Regions from separate parts of the Rattus norvegicus genome. Here region 1 is linked to region 2. Evidence: chromatin contacts called from public HiChIP or PLAC-seq data. All regions are on one chromosome and are shown on one strand. Each heading gives the region's core, a stretch centred on a gene start, on an enhancer-like site or on the middle of the called end of the contact. The rest is flanking DNA. Distances are from core to core; before and after follow the strand shown. Region 1 holds the start of Exosc6 (exosome component 6). Region 2 holds the start of Sf3b3 (splicing factor 3b, subunit 3).

Region 1 (2,948 bases), core at 304-2,803, 200 kb after region 2:
TAAAAGCCAGCGAGTGGGTCCAGCAGGTTTCAGGCCTGATGGATGGTAAAGGTGGTGGGAAGGACATGTCTGCCCAGGCCACAGGCAAGAACGTGGGCTGCCTTCAGGAAGCACTGCAGCTGGCTACTTCCTTTGCCCAGCTCCGTCTCGGAGATGTAAAGAACTGATGGGAGGGAAGCCCTCTCAGGAAAGCATCTCCCCGACAACCAGTCATGTTCAGGTGCAGGAGTCTAGCCAGGAGCTCTCCTCCTGCCACGAAGACATTTGAGTCTTGGGACCTTTCAGCAGCCCTCCGTCCTGATCCAGCAGTAACTGGAACGCGCCTGGAGCTGTCCTGTGATTCATTGCCCCTTTCCATTCTGCTCTGAGCCATAATGTCAGCGCCATCTGTCTAAAGTCACTACCCAGGAATGCTACCTAACATCCTGATCACGTCTAGATGAGGTCACTCTGCCAACCTGAGGCTTCTAGGTCTGCAAGTGGGAAGGAAGCCTTCCACTGCAGAAAATAAAGGACCATGTGCAATACTAGATGATACCACGCTCTCCTTTCTCCTGAGGTTGACCTCAGCTCCCTATACATGCAGAATACAGGCTGTGTGTGGTTCTGGCTGGTTTCTGATTGATGTTATCACAGAGTACAGCCTCAGACTCCTGAACTTGAGGAACGGCCCCTGGGAGAGCAGAGCTAGAGGCAGAATGGGTGGGCTGAAATTGAGGCATTCAGTAAAAGGGGTGGAGGAAAATTCTTCTGAATTGCTTCACATGAAGAAGCACCATTCTTAGTCTCTTGGGACAACCTCATAATGGCTTTCATCATGTGTGTTCAACGTGCCTCCCCTTGAAGCTGCTGATATGAGGTCAGACAACTAATGTAGGAGGTATGAATGTAGAGATGTCTTCTAGTAACTGCCCCATCCCTGCTTCTTTAACCTGAAATAGGTTCAAGACCCTGGCTCGGCCCTAAAATGCAATTTATATGAATCTACAAACAGCAGGGTCTGGAAGCTGAGATACTGCTTGCTTATGACAGATCTCAGAGTGTTAGAATTATTATTCAGTTGTAGGAAGAGAGATAACGTCCATTTATTAAACAAGTGTTGAAGCAAGCCAGGGGACTAACTACAGGAATGAACAAAAAGTTCTTTTTTTTTTTTAATTAATTTATTTATTTCATGTACATGAGTATCCTGTACTCAGACACACAGAAGAGGGCATCAGATCTCATTACAGATGGTTGTGAGCCACCATGTGGTTGCTGAATTGAACTCAGGACCTCTGGAAGAGCAGTCAGTGCTCTTAACCGCTGAGCCATCTCTTCAGCCCGAACAAAAAGTTCTTACCTAGGGCAAGCTTATATAAAACAATCTGAATGCAAAATTCAAGGAATGACAGTAGATCAGGTCCTATGGAACCACAGGTCCAGCCAATACCTCGCCGTTCTTCCTCCATTCCGCTAGGTGGCAATGCGGAAACCTACCGCTCTCCCGATAGGCTCCGCGCGGGCGCGTATCTTTAAGCGAGCGGAAGAGCCGGTGCGCAAGGCATCCTGGCAGGCGGAAGTAGCTCGTACGCCGGTAGCCGCCATGCCGGGAGACCACCGCCGCATCCGAGGGCCAGAGGAGTCCCAGCCGCCGCAGCTGTACGCGGCCGAAGAAGACGAGACGCCCGCTGCTCGCGACCCGACGCGCCTACGACCGGTGTACGCCCGCGCAGGGCTGCTGAGCCAGGCTAAGGGCTCAGCCTACCTGGAAGCGGGAGGTACCAAGGTGCTGTGCGCCGTGTCCGGTCCGCGGCAGGCCGAGGGCGGTGAGCGCGGCGGCGGTCCCGCCGGAGCGGGCGGTGAAGCTCCGGCTGCTCTCCGGGGTCGCTTGCTCTGCGATTTCCGTCGCGCGCCCTTCTCCGGTCGCCGGCGTCGCGCGCCCCAGGGCAGCAGCGAGGATCGTGAGCTGGGTCTGGCTCTGCAGGAGGCTCTGGAGCCCGCTGTGCGCTTAGGACGCTACCCTCGTGCTCAACTCGAGGTGTCCGCGCTGCTGCTGGAGGACGGCGGCTCTGCGCTGGCCGCGGCCCTCACCGCTGCTGCGCTCGCCCTGGCCGACGCGGGAGTGGAGATGTACGATCTGGTAGTGGGCTGCGGCTTGAGCCTCACACCGGGGCCCTCCCCGACTTGGCTGCTGGACCCCACGCGACTGGAGGAGGAGCATTCTGAGGCCGGCCTCACGGTGGCGCTCATGCCCGTGCTCAATCAGGTGGCCGGGTTATTGGGCAGTGGGGAAGGCGGCCAGACTGAGAGTTGGACCGATGCGGTGCGCCTGGGCCTGGAAGGCTGCCAGCGCCTCTACCCGGTGTTGCAGCAGTGCTTGGTGAGGGCTGCCCGCCGGAGGGGTGCCGCCGCCCCGCCCTGATTGGAAAACTTGAGCGACGAGGATGCGGAGGACTGCTATCGCCCTTTTCTCCCAAAAGGACCAGCGCTGATGGTTGCCCGATTTCGCTGAGCTGAGACAGGAGAGTGGGGGAGTGGTGCGCACAGAACCAAAGCTCTGCACAGCTGCGTTGGAAAGAAGTTTAAAAGGCCGTTGGAAACACGATCCAGTTGGAGAAATTTGAAAGCAGCCATATTCCTAAGTTGGAAAGGACTTGGGCTGGATTTACTTAGTAAATGAGACCTGGGGCTATGGCCTTGTAAGGGATGGACCCTGTGCAGGCCAGCCGGCAGCTCCAATATAATTCTTTTTTTTTTTTTTTTTTTTTTTTCTGAGTTGGGGACCGAACCCAGGGCCTTGCGCTTGCTAGGCAAGCACTCTACCACTGAGCTAAATCCCCAACCCCAATTCTTTTCTTTTGAGAGGATGGACAAGGGGACTTTGCCTTCTCACTACTCGAAGTAAAACATAAAAACATTTTTATGCCTGGAAATAACATGTGTTGTGATTTTTCTTGAGTTAAAAA
Region 2 (3,255 bases), core at 544-3,043:
TTTTCCTCTTTCTTTCACATAGTTCTGGCTATCCTAGAACTCACAGATTCCCCAGCCTATGCCCGAGGCACTGGAATTAAAGGTGTGTCCCAACACCCCCCCACACCCAAGGAATTTAGAGAGAGAGAGAGAGCGAGCGCGAGCTCGAGCGCTAGCTATCCTGGATCTCTTCTGTAACCCTAGTACTAGAGAGGCAGAGGAAGGAGGATTATAAGTTCAGTTCCAGCCTACGATACAGAGTGAGACCCTATCTCAAAAACCAAAACCAAACTTCTACGGTCAAGGAAACCTATGCTCAAAAATTATATCCATTGTCCAACATACAGAAAGTGGTGAAACTTGTTCAATTAATGCAACATGCCTTTTGCCATTTTTTGTCAGACAAATGAAAACCTATAGTTAACTGTAGTTCAACGGTCATGTTATTCAAGACTCAAAAAAACCTCAGATCCATTTCTCAGGAACCCCACTCTCTAGGGGTATAAATCTTACCAACTCCAATCTTCCCATATGCTTATATGTGCAAATTCAAGAACATATATTTATACCATTATTTTATGTCCTCTCTTTAACCAAAGGATGAATTTTCTGAGAAACCAGTAACAAGACGGTTTTCTGCTAAAAATACAGAGAACCTCACTCAATGCCTATAATTAGCCAAACTGTTAACACACTATGTAAGTGAATGAGTTATACCTCTTAAGACTTGTTCCTAATGGTCGAACTGGCATTGGCAACTTGAGGGATTTAAAATTTAATACTTGTTAAATTAAACTTTTAGAGGACGCCTCACAATTTACAAGACTGTCATGTGTGAGTTACAGTTGCACCATAAGCAGCCAAAGTTATGTTATGACTTCGGGGGTGGGGGTGGGGAGGTGGTACCTAGGTCCAGCTTCCCCTTGTACCTAAGGCTCTATAAAGAGAACTTGGTATTTGTGGCGACGAGAATGAACCCCAGAACCTTGCGCAAGTGCTCTACTAGGTACTGATAGAGGATTAAAATGAGCACCTACGCATTCAGTAAACACTTAAACAAACGGATTTCCACGCATATTGAAGAGGTGCATCCTGGAGGACTATCGGTATCTGTAACTTTAACCGCCAAAACTTGGGAGATCTCTCCTCCCCGCCACTGCCTGTGATTTCTCCCGTTTCAACGTCACCTCATTTTTTTTTTATCTTGCAAAATTTTCAGATAGGTACTATTTGCCTTCTTTTTTTCTTTTACAGTAATAAAGGTTCAGAAGAGAAACACCATTTTGCCCAACTATCAGAGCACAAATCCAAACCAGAGCCCGGGCTCCGAGGCCAGAAACATGTTATTTACACATTCTGAATAGCTGAGTTTTTACACCTTATTATTCCCTCGGTAGAGCCTCCTTATGTAGCCTCGGTGGGACTCCCACTTCCGAGAATACTTCAACTACCCCGCGTGGTGGAAATACACGAGTGTGCCGCCACGTCAGACTTGCAAGCCTTAAAGGACTCGTCCCCACTCTGAGAACAGAAGTGGGAGAAGAGCCCACGAGGCCATTTGCGGACCGCAAGCATTTTCCTAATTTCACGCCTACCGAACCACTCGGGCCTAAAACTGCTTCTGTGGCTCCCGCCAAAGTGCCGGGCAGCTCTCTCCTGTGATCGCTCTCCACTTCCTCCGCTACAGAGAAACTGTGAGGCCACTTCTTTACCCTGCTGCAAGAAGGATGGCTTCGATACCCGACGGATGCTGAATCCCTTCAAGGCCTAAGCCACCACCACTGCCAACCCGCCGGCGTCCGCCATTAGCCTTTCACGATGGGCCTTCGCGTGCCGCGCGACGGAGAAAAAGGTATCCAGCTTCCGCCTGATAACTATATGTGTAATTTTAAGTGCTCCATCTTGCTCCTGCAGTCTTTTAAGTTATCTAAAACTTATACTTTACTGTAAGTTTTCTGTAAAACAGAAGGTTAATTTTAAAAATAGACTTAAAATGTTTTTGATCGGGCATTTCTATGGACAGTCCCAAAGGTTGCCGCGCCAGCGCAGAGGGGACCTCGCGAGCCCGGAAGCGCCGAGTGGGCACCAAGATGGCGGATGTGGAATCCCCTCCGAAGTTGTCAGGAGCGCCTCCACCACCTGAGGGGGTGGGAGGAGGTCACTGCTCCGAAATCTCCACCGAGCTCATTCGCTCTCTGACAGAGCTGCAGGAGCTGGAAGCTGTGTACGAACGACTCTGCGGCGAAGAGGTGAGGAGCTGATCCTCCTTTTTCCTGGACGACCCAGTGGCAGAAGACATAACAAGCAACTGTCTCTACTAGGGAAAACTAAAAAGCACCTTCCCAAGACGCTTTAGTGTAGTTGGGCATTTGGGTACACCTGTCAGTTCTACACACTCAAGCTTATATGGCCTATTACCTGGACTACTTCCTTGTCTGCCTCCGTATTGAATTCCCTGTGGAGTAAAACCGGAAGCGGTGTATGTATTCACATATATGTGTTATATGTATACGTACATATGTATACACCAAATGGCTTTATTTCAGAATAAGAATTGCTTCGTCTTGGGAAGTGAAACGTTATGAAAGTTCCGTCTCGACCCATTTACACGAGAAGTTCATGCAAATTATCTTGAAGTTTTAAACCGTAATCTTGGAGGGAATAATTATGTATGTAATTTTACCATTTCAGTTAAGTGTAGGAGTTTGGACATTTTCTTATTTTGAGACAGCCTCTGTGTCGTCCATATTATCTTCAAATTTGCCACCTTCCTACAGCAACCTCAGAAATTTCCCAAGCTCCTGTCATTATAGGTGAGCTCACAGCTTGCTAGAAGTGTCAAAGCTCCCTGTTAGGAGTTTGAATTTTTTTAAAAATTTATTTATTACATATAAGTACACTGTCACTGTCTAAAGACACACCAGAAGAGGGCATCGGACCCCATTACAGATGGTTGTGAGCCACATGTTGTTGTTGGGAGTTGAATTCCTCTGGAAGAGCGGTCAATGCTCTTAATCACTGAGCCATCTCTCCAGCCCAGGAGTTTGACTTTTTAACACTAAGGCACAGCTGCCTGGTCTCAGACAAGCCATTTCATCTCTTGTACCTTGGATGTATTACGAGCAATAGGTGTGGACAGGATTCTGATTCCTTTCAATTGATAGCATGCTATATCTCTTTATACTTCTGTGACATTTCCATGGCAATCTGGTGCTGACAGTTCACTTTCCAATGTGTACATGGATTCCTTGGAAGTCAGAAGATGTAAACTCTGAC

The links. HiChIP or PLAC-seq counts read pairs in DNA pulled down with a chosen protein or histone mark.
Region 1: a contact with region 2 is called in an H3K27ac HiChIP or PLAC-seq map of oligodendrocytes, with 9 times the contacts expected there. The contact joins the promoter of Exosc6 here to the promoter of Sf3b3 in region 2. A contact is called at or near these places in 1 of 12 Hi-C or Micro-C datasets (hepatocytes) and 1 of 1 datasets of contacts at active chromatin or transcription factors (oligodendrocytes).

The regions. Positions count from the first base shown.
Region 1 is chr19:55,929,970-55,932,917 of GRCr8, forward strand. It overlaps Exosc6 (exosome component 6), which reads left to right and starts at 1,554. Exons shown (of 1, transcript NM_001400967.1): 1 at 1,554-2,948. The coding sequence starts at 1,586. The coding sequence ends at 2,404. Aars1 (alanyl-tRNA synthetase 1) reads left to right here. Exons shown (of 21, transcript NM_001100517.1): 21 at 1-530. The coding sequence ends at 167.
Region 2 is chr19:55,727,828-55,731,082 of GRCr8, forward strand. Sf3b3 (splicing factor 3b, subunit 3) reads right to left here and starts at 1,794. Exons shown (of 26, transcript NM_001106187.2): 1 at 1,692-1,794. Cog4 (component of oligomeric golgi complex 4) reads left to right here and starts at 2,051. Exons shown (of 19, transcript NM_001108449.1): 1 at 2,051-2,228. The coding sequence starts at 2,070.